Linked DNA regions of Mus musculus: region 1 is linked to region 2. A link is a contact called in public HiChIP or PLAC-seq data. All regions are on one chromosome and are shown on one strand. Each heading gives the region's core, a stretch centred on a gene start, on an enhancer-like site or on the middle of the called end of the contact. The rest is flanking DNA. Distances are from core to core; before and after follow the strand shown. Region 1 has its middle 21 kb from the start of Gm30827. Region 2 has its middle 210 kb from the start of Gm23131.

Region 1 (6,555 bases), core at 3,154-5,653, 420 kb before region 2:
CTAGCACTTCATAAAATCAGATGTGCAGGGTTGAGAAGCATGCCGGAGAAGCACCCCTAAGTCAATGACCAATTTTTAATTCTATTCTAGAATATATTAAATAACCTTGATATATATTTTTAAATTATCCGATAGAAAAAAAGAAATGGCGATAAAAGAGAACGTTAATCCTTGGCTGTGAAGGATGGTGGAAGCTGCTAAGATGGTTGCTTAACCTGAGACAGATCATCAAATCCAACCAATATTATTTTGTCAGAACAAAAGCATATAGAGCCTGTGTCCTTTTCTGATATGCACAATGAAATTTTAGCTCAGTAGTGACAAAAAGATGGGCCAGGGCAGTCTAATAAATAATGAAAAAGGCATGGCTTAGCCATCAAAGCATACCGTTTAACCCCATTCTTTGCCATCCATATACACAAAGCAAACAATTTATATTCTGATCCTCTTGATACAATGGTATTTCTAGATAGTTTTAGGTTAAGAATTAATGCAAGTTTAAAATCCAAACTCTGTTTGGTTGCTTGATGCATCTCTTTGGAAATGATTTGGCGAGTTCAGCTCTGTTCTGCTTTCAAGGACTTTTCAGCCTTTGGACCATAAAGCAGCCACACTGCCCACTGTTGCCACTCTCCGTGACACTGCTGTGCCGGTCTATACGTCTGACTGTACTCCAGCATTGGACGGCAGAACAATCTAACCCCAACTACTGTCAAAATGGCAGTTGGCTGGTGGGGCGGGACTTTGGTCTTGACTAATGCTTTTTTTTCCCCCTTAGAGGATAGTAACCCAGAGTTACTAGTTTGCCATAAGATGGCTGAACCATGACACAATGTTGATAAACTTAGTACTTAGTGTTTATTTTCCGTAGAGTACCATGATGTAACCAGTTCCCAGCTTCCATTTAGGTAGAGAAAGAGTTGTTAAAAATGATTTTTCTGTCTTCCCTTAAAAGCAACATTTATTTTCTTTTTCTTTTTCTTTTTTCATTCCACACATACCTTCCACAGGGAAATTTCAGTCTTCTGCATTAAAAGCATCTGTCTTTTAGTGCTCGGTGCTGTGGTTATTGATTTGAAATTACTTTTCTTACACATCCTTTTCTCCACTAATTTCCGCCCCCCTTCCCTCAGTGCTAGGAATTGAGCCTTCTAGTTGCTACTAAGCAAGGCTCTCCCTATTGTCCCATCCCCAGCTTCTTCCTTGCCCTCCTCATTTTTCGATCCTTAAAGTTGTTTTCGTTCCTAAAGTCCTCAGTTTTCTTGTGGCTGTTGGGACTATCCTTTGGTAGTGCTGGATTCTGGTCCCATGTTCCAGCCATTCGTTGCCAGGTGCTTGCTGAAGGCTTCCTGTGAATCGACACAAGGCACACTGGAGACTGATAGGCTGTGTATGTTTACAAAAAGATGGATACGATACAAAACTACTTCATTGTGTCAACAAATAGAAATTATAGCCTAGAGTTAAGATACCCTGGGCTTCTGTGGTGGGGAATAAAATACCGGGCTAGTTGTGCTTTCTCTGATTGCTTTAATAGGAGAATAAAGAGGAACACTAACACCCTTTGCCTATTTGGTTGTGAGTGCTGTGGTACCCACAGTGTACACAAAAGGCAGTTCACATATTGTTACATCCTCCATTTTAAAATGCCTTCGCTTATTTTATTGTTTCCTGGGGGTGAGGGAGGAATCTAATGAAATAAAATTTTGTCTCTGTGATGTTTCTGTTATTAGCATGAAAATTAACCCCTGTTTATATTTTTGTTAGTTTTGCAGTCTGGGGTTAAAAAACTGGAGCCCAGCACAGGCAGGTATCTGAACCACACTCACATCCTATAATGGTTATTTGCTCATTAACAATGTTTTTTATTTTATTTATTTATTTATTTTTATTTTTGAAAGCATCTCCTTTGTGGGACATGTCGATTGAAGAATGTAATCCCAGGACATAGGAGGCTGAGGCAGGAGAATTGCCATGAGCTGGAGATCAGTCTGGCTTCTATAGGGAGTCCTTGTATTAGAAAGCCAAACCAAGCCAAACAAAACAAGAGTTAAAAAGAAAATAATGCTGCTAAGCTTATGAGTTAATATAAGCCAGAGCAGGTTAGATTTGGCTTCAGTTTCTAGTCCTTATTTACATGTTGGGAAGGGGTGGTATGGGTGATGGAAAGGAGAAATTGGAAGTGAAGGCATCAGACATTGTCTTCCCAGCAGTTTTGGGGGTAACACATTGTCCCCAAGACTTTGAAACTGCTCCCCACCCTTTCCTGTTGTGTGATGTTGGCAGACGTGCATCCTTGTTTATATGAACCAGGGGGAAGACGTTTTATCAATAGAGATTTTTTTTTGGGTAAAGGGAGATTAAAAGGAACTTTAAAATAAAACAAATTGTACAGAAGAGGAAAGGGCATTTACAACGTAGAGAGTGCTTTTCTTTCCTTTTTCTTTTTTTAATTTTCTTTTTTCATTGTTGAATTAATATTTTATCTTGAAAAAGAAATACTCTTTACAGTTTTGGAACTACAGAGAGAAAGATGAAGATAAAGTGTGAGGTGTGTTCATTCCACACATTTTTTTTTGGTCTTTCTCCTGCCAGTTGATCTCAGGTGGTCCCCCCCACCTCAGCGCCCCAATTGCCTGCTGTGTTCACATGGTGAATGGGTTGGTGTCTGTCATTTCAGGCTCGGTCAGTATAAACAAAGTTTTCTGGTTGTGTTTTATCCCCCATAATATGAATATAGCCCGTGGGTGACTGATAAGTTTAGGCGTGCTGCCAAGGCAGGCTACCTTCTTAACCAGGGCTGGGAATAAGATGATTGTTCGTCAATTACACATTTTCAGGAGGCATCCTCTTACCCAAATGAGAGAGCAGCATAGGCAGTAGTATTTAGCTGTGGCAAACATTTTTGCGAACCCTTGTTATTACCTGCAGAGGGAGCTTGTATACGAGATAAGCAAGTCAGGGCACGTTGCACTGACAATTTACCCTTTGAAAATTATGTTAACGACATAATTTCTTTTTGTGTGTGTAAGAGGTGGCTAGAAAGCAAGGTATTTTGAGGTTAGTCAAATTCCAGGGAAATTTAGTAGCTCAATTCTTACCATTTCCTGCATATATAAGACACAAGTATGCCCTGAATTAGTGCACATAAGTAGAAAAACAGTAAGATTAAACACACCGGGTTCATTCTGAGGTTTTCTTTTATTTTGGTTGAACTCGTAGGAAAGAACACATTTGAAAGGTGTCTAGTAACTATAGCTATTAAGAGATGACAATGTTTTAGGGACTTTCCCAGGTGACGTAAAATATTATTAAACAACCAGTAAGCACGAAGTAGCACATTGTATCCCTTCCCCGTCCGTGCACTTCCTCAGTAAATTAAATTAGATGACTGACTGTGTTCTTGTTTCAGAAACAAAGACTTGATCACTTGAGATTAAAGACTTGTGCTTGTCATAGTGAGCAGCTTAGTTGAGTGACACTTAGGCAAGGTGACCATCAGTGAGGGCATTACAGGAAGGTTTGAGGGGCTGTTGATAACTCAGAAGACCATGAATGCAGCGGGACAGGTAGGGCGTGGTTGAAAGCGGCTCTTTTCATTAACAGTGCCCATGGAATTCCTCAGACTTCTCAGCTCAATATGCAGAACTATTTTAACTCTAGACATGGGCATTTTAACAATCAGGGCAGTAAGCACGCAGGTCATTTTTGTTGTTTTACGTCGCCTGAATACATTTGCTTAACAGTACCCCAGTCTACTGAAAATGCCAGTGTCTGTTTTTACATTTTGGTGAAGTCATATTTGAGAAACTGCTTCTTACGGATACGCAAAAGGGTTACCCACTTATGTATTCTTGAAGAGAGATGCAGTAGTCTCTTTCCCTTGCCAAATTGGTGTGACAAACATACTTAGTTTGTATTTTAAAGGGCTTTGATTCTTAATGAAACACTGTATTGAATATATTATTTCATTAGCTAATCTTTACCTAATGCGAGGCGTCAGATCGTTGCTGGTATAGAGAACATTTCCCTGCAGGTGAGAAAAACGGTGTAATAGAGAGATTCTTGGCACTGACGTGGGCTTTTGTGTCAGTATTACACTCTGCGTTATCTCAACAAGTCTGTGGCACCGCTCTGCGGAGCATTCTCCTAACAGGGTAAGACTGTTAGCAACAGCAATTATTCTTCAACAGGATTACGGTGCCGCGCTTCACACAAGCACCACGTCCTTCTCAATAGCGTTCTTGATAGGCATTCCTTACTGCCAAGTTTGTGTCATTGTCTTAAATAATGCCACGCAGGGACATTTCTCATCCCGGTGGGTGGGTAGGCACTGGGAAGTGGAGCTCGCCAGTACAGTTCATTACACTCTCCCTCATCATGCCTCGGCTTCCCTCGCAGCGAGGTAAGGGTTACTGCAGAATTCATTCCAGAAAAACTGTGAGGCGAGGCGCTGGGGCTGTCACAGAGTGCATGGCTTCTGTGATGCTATTGGAAAGACACAGCTAGGGTAAGTGCTACTTGGATTGTCTTAAATTCAAACGTAGGCCGTTTATTTCACTGCTGTTTTCCCCCCTCAGCCTAATGAAATCTGAGTCCATTGCAAAATGTTTTCAAAAATGTTCTTGGAGAAATACTGCTGGTTGCTAACTATACTGGGGATGATTGTAGAACGAGTAGATGGCTGCCCTTTGCAATTTGAAGCAGCCCTGACAGTCTTTGAAAATTCTCAGATAATCTTATCATATATTCTTGAAGAATATCAATTCATGATGTATAATACCTCATGCTCGTTTGCAAATTTATGATTTAAGAGTAAATATGTATGTATGGGTCCTGAGTTTACTTGAGCAGACTGGCTTTTTTTTAAAGTAAGATATATTATGAATAGACTCTTACTTAAGAATAATGCTCACAAATAAGGAATGAATGAGCATAATGTTGAAGTAACTTAATAAGGGATTATAAAATTTGGAAGGTATTTATTTAAAAAAAAACTGGTTTTGGTCATCCTTAAATCATGAGTCAAAATATTATGTCAAGTACTTTGCATAGGGGCAGAAACTAAACTCCAAATAGTAATCACAGACTTGCTGCTGGGTTCAGGGGACACAAGGATGAGAAGTTATGAACCTGGATGTTTTCATAACTACGTGAGGAAAAAAAGCGAAGGAAAAATATTTACGATTCTCTTATATCTCTAAGCTTTAAAAGTTAACAAATTTTTTAATGATAAAATAGCAAGGCTGTTATTCTAATTGTTTCAAAGGAATTCCTTTTGTCTGTGTCACAGATTTTTCTCAAGTTGAAGTCTAGCAAAGGTGTAAAGAATACATTTTATTTATGTGCACTTTGTTAGATTTTTGTGGAACTCACAAAGTATGGCGAATTCAAGCCCGTTCATTCAAGAGTGAACAGGTTAAGGCCATAGCATATCAGATTTCTGCATTGAAATGAAATTGAAAATTTCACATTTTTCCTCCATTCATCGAAAGCTTTGCCTTTATATAAAATCGAACACATCTAAGGAAATATCAAAAATTCCAACTGATGCTTTACGGCTAACTCTCTAACGCCTGTGTGGCTTATGTGTTTCAATGTGATTGGGGACACTAGTGTTTTTGACTTAGTTTAAGAAAGAGAATAAACGTGGTAAAATTCCTTAATAACAGAACTTTATGTTATAGATCCAGAGAGTTAATTTGTATTCTTGACTCCTTAAGTCGAGCTTGATTTTACGACATCTATATTTGGACAAAGTATTAATCAAAGCAGAAGGTCCTATTGCTTATGCCAGGTCTCTCAGTGAAAAATTAGCCCAGATTCCAAGAAAATCCCTATGCAGTCCTTGTAGGACCTATGTGGGCGTGATGACAAAGCTGCTAGGATCCCTTAGCAGGACCGAACCGGTGTGAAGCATTAATACCTAGCCCACGGAAATTATTTGAATTATTTGAAGACAATCTCTGCTTTACCTCTGGGATTTAGGATAACAGCTGTAACACATTAAGATATTAGCAATACATTCTAAAACCACTTTTCTCTATTATAACTTCCATAAAAATTTAGCCTTGATTATTGCTTATAAAACATTTTATGGAATTATGATGACATAGGATTTATATAAATGGAGTGACACAATTACGTATGAATGAGCATGGTGGCTGGGCATCATGTCTGCACTTTGTGTTTTAAATGCATCGTCGTCCAGTGTGCCCACTTGATGGCTTAGAGACTGATAAATCCTGGATCCACTGCAAAGAAATCGCTCATTATTATTCTTGTAAAAGCATGCTTTATATTTTATTATACTGCAGATGTTTATGGCAAAATAGTTGGATGTAGTTTATTTAAAGTTTCATTCTAGGAACCTGTAAATGGAACCAGTAAATGAGAATAATTTAATTTGTTTTAGTTACTGTTACATTAAAGAAAAAAAACTTCACAAGAACAAAACTTAAGTATCTTATTACTTCAACAATATTTTAAAACATATTTTGTGTGTGTGCATGCGTGTGCATGTGTGCAAGCACCCTGGCACACACGTAGAGGGGT
Region 2 (6,268 bases), core at 2,459-4,958:
CTGAGGAGGTAGCACCACAGCCAAGGCAAATTAGCATCACCCAGTTGGAAAAGGTGGCTCACCTTCCCCTGAAAGTGATGCTCACAAGCCTGCCTCTGGAAAGCTCTGGATACATGGCAGGCAGATTTCCTGAGGCCCTGAGGAGTAGGGAGTAAAGCTTCACTGTAAGACAAATGACCTGATAGAGTACGATGTTCTCTGAGTATGTAGAGAAAACAGTGATAAGCTTCCTGAAAACAGAACCCAGACTCCTCGAGGCAGCACCAAGGAAAATGTGGGTAAGCCTACATGTCAATAAACTGCAGCCATCCTCCCTCCATTCTCTCTCTCCTCCTTCACTCTTTCGTCTTTTCTATCCTTCTTCCTGCCAATCATCATTTTCATCAGGATTGCCTACACGGCACCCATAACCCTTATTAGCATGTAAATTCTGCTTGTGAAAGTTTTTAAAGGCTGGGGCATCACACTGCAAAGAGTGTCTAACAAAGGAATGGGAAATGGTGAGCATTCAGGAAATGTTTCTTAGGTAAAAGCAGGAGGCAGGTGGGCCTCCCCCTAGCTGCTTCTGAAAAGGAAAGAGATAAGGTCCACATGTGTTAGCACGTTAACTGACCTAGACACTGAGGTAGTACCCATCAATCAGATCTTACTTAGCATTCGCTATAATCCTAAGCATTCTGATGCTGGTTCATTCTCGAGTTTTCCTTTGTACAGTAACGTTTAATCTCTATCCTCACTCTCTCTGCGAGGAGTCTACTTATCATTATCACCATGAGCATGTGCATAGCAATAAGTCATCCAACAAGTAGGAGCTCACCTTAATCCCATGGCAATTAGTGGGAAAATATAATGTCTCATAATTCATAGCTAGGTCTTAAACACACACACACACACACACACACACACACACACACACACACACACACACACAATACGTATAGGAGTGTCAAAACTTTCAGTATTATGTATCAGCAGTAAAGCATCCAAAATATACCTTCATTCAACCAATCTACTCTTCTCCATACATCAACTGCCTGTGGAGTCTGTAAACCATGGGCACAGACTTATTATAATATTCAGAAAAGTTCAGAAACAGGCAGTTCCTAGGGTTTAGATGGCAATTGTTGTGCAGGGGATATAAAGACCTGTGCAGCCCTTCTCTGGCCGACTATGTGTGTGCAGTGTTGTTCTTTTAGTAGCCCTTCTCATCCTTTAAGATCAACTCCAATAACATCTCGTGTTTGTGTTCCCGTGAGGTTTAGTTTACTTAGTAACAACAGGAAGTGCAAGTGATGCTCTCAATGTAGCTCTTCCAGGAACAGGCTGCAGAGTGCATGTGTCAGGGAGGCTCACGTCCTGTCTTCTTAAAAAAAGGTGGGTAGATGTTTTGAGAAAAAAACAAAAAAAACAAAAAAGACCGCATATACCTAACTCTTATTGTATTGTCATATATAAACTGCTGTTTTATTATCTACTATTAATCTCTTACTGTACCTAATTTATAAGTAAAATGTTATAAAAATATGTGTGTTTACATAGAAATAAAGCAATATATTGATTTTGTACGATATGTAGATTTTGTACTATCTGTGTTAAGAGCTTTAGGCATCTATTCTGAGTCTTGGGATATATTCTCTCTGGATAAAATAAGGAAAAGTGCCTCACCCCTTCTGCACGTGCCCCAAACAGAACCTACAGCCTTACAAGGTCTTGACTGCTAAGCTGCTTCTCCAGATTATGGTTTTTAGTTTTTAGGGTGTTTTGTTTTGTTTTGTTTTTGAAATGGTCTCTCTAAGCTGGCCTTGAACTCATTCTGTAGTCCAGGCAGATTTAGACCTTGAAATCTCCTGCATCAGCCTTTCTAACAGCTGGAATTATAGACCTGTACCATCAGGTCTGGACTGACAGACTGTCTGTCACTGATTCATGTCATGACTCAACTGCTGGCTTTTCATACAAAATTAACTCCAAACCCATATTTTGACGTATCCAACTGAATAAACAGGAAGTCCCCACGGTTTCTGAATGTACAGTCAGGTTGTCATTTTACACACTCTTGATGTAGATGGACATATATTAACCTCTGATTGTCAACCCAGATGTGAATACTCAAAACTGGCAAGAACAAGAAAACCTCAGGCACAACCAGGGTATCCCACTAAACAGCTGCATGCCAAGCGCTTAGCCAGAAATGAGCCTGAAATGTGTTCCGCGGGGTTATTGTGGTGAATGTAGTGTCAGTAACCAAAAGGTTAAGAAGTGAAAAATGCTCACAGGAAGGCTTGTTAAAAGAATTAGTAATGGGATACAGGCGCAAGTTATCTTTAATTTGTGGGCATGCATCCAGGCTCAATTATTAGTAACCAAAAATCTATTGCATTTGGGAATTCTCAGAGCTCTGGTGGAATAATTTACATTGGAATGCCTCTGTTTAATGGATCCTGGAGCCCTGAGTTCTTGATTTTTTTAAAGCAGCATTTCACGTGTGTGTGCATTTGCTTCTTGAACTTGTACTATGTATCGCTGAACAGGTATTTCTCAGTGCTGGCCCTCCTTACAGGTTACTAAAGATTGTTTCTTAGCAATAAAGTGAAATTACACTCGAAGACTATTTACCTTTGAAAAGACTTTCACAATTAAAGAAATCCTTTTGAATCCCACCCAAGAGAATTTAAAGTCTAAGATGAAAACTACTTCTCATTTCACTGAAGTTTCATCACAAGAAGTTTCAGCCATCTTTGGACTATGAGGAGGGCCTCATGAGAAAGTGCCTGTGACTTTCCATGATGGTTTGGAAAGACAGTGTGCGGTGACAGTTTGATTTTTTCTTTTTGCAGTGTCAGAAGATTTACTACCAGGTGTTAAAAGTACCAATTCTGCTAAAACAACACCCCCTGGAGAATTTGCAGAACAATAAGGCAAAGTCAGGTAAAGTATGGTTGATATGAACCTTGCCCATATCATTAGCAACATATACTAACATGGCTCTGTCGCTATCCAAGAAGCTCCATTATCATTTTGGACCATTGGCCAAGAAAAGGAAGAAGCCAGTCAAAATTACATGAGGTAATGCATCAAAGAAGTGATCTGGTTATTTCCAGGCCCCTCTGACTCTGAAAAAAGAACCAACATTACATTTACAGATAAGGTGACTGAGGCCCAACCCTTTCCACCATAGACGTGGAGGGTTTAGATTGAAGTCAAGGCATGGGAGCTGTGCATGGCCCCCAGTCCTCCGCACCTGTTCCTTGGTGAAATCGAGGACTTTGCTTGTGAAAAACAAGCACCTTCCACCAGCACTCAATTTAGTTGTTTGAAAAAGTAATTGGAGGAAAACAAAGAGATTCTTGTTCTGTATAAAATTTAGCCGGAAAGCTTGCCAGCTCTGGGAATGAGGAGCACCATGTTTTCCATGTTGAAATTGCTGGCACTCGAGTTGAGATCCATAAATTAAGCAGCTGGGTTGTTGGTCTTTTCTCTCTTTCTTTTCTTTCTTTCATTTCTATTTTTCTTCTCTTTTGCAATTAAGCGTGTAGTTTTTATAATATACAATAGGTTCCTTAGAAGTGTGTTTAATCCGTCTACTCCGATTAAAGAAAAGCTGGATACAGGATCATAAACAAAGAGTCAGTTACAGTACATCTGTACAGTCGGAGAGCTGGGTTCCAAGAGAATTTACATTGGGAAAATCCCCAAGCGCTGAAAGAGACAGGCTCAAACGTGTCTATACTACAAAGAGCCGAGCAAAGGTGGTTCTTAAGCCAATGGAGTGTTTTGAAGGGCTGGAAAGCTGGTGTTGAACAAACACCGTGCATAAAGCTGGGGCCCTACTCGATCACTTACAATTGGTGTTTCAGTGAAGAGGGACAAACAAGAACAATTTCCTAACATAAAATGCTCATTTTAAATGCCATATTGCTTTGCTAGCACCATGATTTAAAGGGCATCTCAATCAGTAGGAAGCTGTTTTCCTCTACTGTAAGGAGTGTTAAAAACAGACTCTTAACCAAACCTGGAAGTAACTCTGATCTCTTTTCAATAATGACGGATGTTAATTCCCATATTGTTACTTTTAATTCTAGGGTAGCCAGAATTATCACTGGTCTCAGTCCAGGTTTAACTAAGTTCATTTTTTAAAAAAATTTTATATTATTTAGAAAAGAACTCTACAGCAGCTAGAGTCGTCCAGCCTGGACTCGTGAATCTTTCTGGTTCACTCTCACAAGCATGACAGAGCATGTAGCAACCTGGGGCATCAGCGTGGATGTGTTTGTCAGTTCACACCTGCATCTACCCCTGCTCTTGGAGGTGCCAGATAGTCCTTTGTCAAAAACCGAGAGATCTTCTCTAACATGCTCAGCATTTCTGCGGAGGGCGGATAGTGCTTTCCTTTCCAAAGAAGCTTTCGTTCCACAGTGCTGAGCATCTGAACATTGAGCATCTATCTATGAATAGAATTCCGACCGCCTAGAGCCAGTCACTCTGGGGCGGAACTTCTAAACCTAAGGAATAGAAATAACAACTGTACAATGGTGATCCTCTTAATCTACCAGCCAAAGACAGCTCTTATTCCTTTATGTTCGTTTTCTTCCTTTTTGGCTCAGGAGTGACATGCACATGTTAGTGGCAGCCTCTTGTGCTCGTCTCCAGAAGCAGACTCACCAGAAATGCCCAGCCAGCCCGTCTTTTCTGTCCAGAGTTGACTTTGGACCTTGAGCTCATTAGGGAAATATTTGACATCTCCACTGCAATTATTTAGTAGTCACCACACTGCAAAGGCCACAGGGAACTGTCTGGAAGTGGTTATAATTGGAGAGGATCAGAAAAACGATAGCAGAGAGATGCATTTTTCTTAATCTCCAAAGACAACACCACCTCAGGTCATGGTTCCTTTCCAATGTACACCAGGAGCCTGGAAAACAGTTCACGTTCTTTCAGATTGGAAGGAACAAAAACACTCCCACAGACTGAACATCTTCTAAGATCATTCCAGGAAAGCCCAAGAAGATAAACATGTGCTTATTCCTTCTCTTCTCTTCTCTTCTCTTCTCTTCTCTTCTCTTCTCTTCTCTTCTCTTCTCTTCTCTTCTCTTCTCTTCTCTTCTCTTCTCTTCTCTTCTCTTTCTTCTCTCCTATCAAATATGCTTATTGTTTATTCCTGTTTCACTTTTTGTGTATAAAGTATTCTGTTGTTTTCTCCCTTAGTGTAAAAATACCCTTAATTGCTCAGCTACCTAGGATTTCCTCTGCTGTCTCCTCTCTCCTTGTCTGTAACCCCATCTTCACTCTGAGTCAGCCCGCAAAGGCATTTCATTGCCAGAGGCAGATATTTGCTTCTGAAGAATTCTCTCTCTCTCTTTTTTTTTAATGAAAAGGAACTATTTCCTCACAATATTTTCTTAAAAGTTCTTTTCCACCCATCATTGATGAACTATTTGTATACAGGCACTGACTTTTCTGAACACTTTCTCCTAATGTCTTCCTTGCTTCACGGAGGAGTTCTACAAGTTGCCAAGAGTTTTGTGAAGCAGATAGCCTCTTTTGCTTGCTTTGTTTTATCTTGTTGCAAATGATTGCCTTCCCTTTTAAATATGTGCTTTCACAAACTAAAGAAGCAGGCCAACAAGATGGCTTAGAGGGTACAAACCAATTGGCACCAAGAGGGACAAGCTGAGGTAAACACCTGGGTAGAAGGAGAGAACTGACTCCCACAGCTGTCCTCTGACACATAATGGACCACACATGTGCAGCTCCACAATACCACCCCCAAACAGAAAATAAGTCAATAATTTAATAAAAACTTTTAAGTTAAAACCTTTTAGCTAAAGTTTTATTGTTGAGCTTTGAATATCAGCAGGTAGCATTGCCTGGGGAGGTTTGGCTTGGTTGGATAATGGTTAAGATTGAGGCTTAAATTGCCATGAGTGGCGACTAGAGTGAGCCTGTGATTTGTAACCTGGCTCAGTTCATCTCTGTCCCTGTCCCTGTCCTTGTCCCTGTCTCTATTTCTGCTTCTGTCTCTTTCTTTCCCTTTCTCTGTTTCTTTCTTTCTCTATGTCTGTCTCTTTCTTTCCCTGTCTCTGTCTCTTTCTTTCCCCATCTCTCTCACTGTCCATTCCCTATCTCTTTCTCTTTCTATGTCTCTGACTCTTTCTACAGCTGCTTTCTTTCTGCAGGTACAATTGGATCGTCCCCCATACCCTCTTGTCTTTTGTGTCTCAGGCCTTGATGGACTGTATCACTAAAACTGAGGGCTAATTCCAACTCT

The links. HiChIP or PLAC-seq counts read pairs in DNA pulled down with a chosen protein or histone mark.
Region 1: an H3K4me3 HiChIP or PLAC-seq map of embryonic basal ganglia shows a contact between it and region 2, with 3 times the contacts expected there. The contact joins two enhancer-like sites. A contact is called at or near these places in 5 of 39 promoter capture datasets (liver, maxillary cranial neural crest, pre-B cells and 1 more), 2 of 15 datasets of contacts at CTCF or cohesin (large pre-B cells and pro-B cells), 4 of 484 Hi-C or Micro-C datasets (bone marrow-derived macrophages, cranial neural crest, epidermal suprabasal cells and 1 more), 9 of 115 datasets of contacts at active chromatin or transcription factors (the 230-238 cell line, astrocytes, bone marrow-derived macrophages and 5 more) and 1 of 9 other capture datasets (embryonic stem cells).

What each region holds. Positions count from the first base shown.
Region 1 is chr3:148,975,054-148,981,608 of GRCm38.p6, reverse strand. It overlaps a transcript of Adgrl2 not described here. Among named protein-coding and RNA genes, the nearest start is that of Gm30827, 21 kb to the left of the region's middle. Within about 2 kb of position 4,403, at least 51 of the 459 cell types and tissues checked have an H3K27ac peak or open chromatin away from gene starts, as enhancers often do. A contact at or near this core is called in embryonic basal ganglia, where this site is marked.
Region 2 is chr3:148,557,386-148,563,653 of GRCm38.p6, reverse strand. No RefSeq gene overlaps it. Among named protein-coding and RNA genes, the nearest start is that of Gm23131, 210 kb to the right of the region's middle. Within about 2 kb of position 3,708, at least 15 of the 459 cell types and tissues checked have an H3K27ac peak or open chromatin away from gene starts, as enhancers often do. A contact at or near this core is called in embryonic basal ganglia, where this site is marked.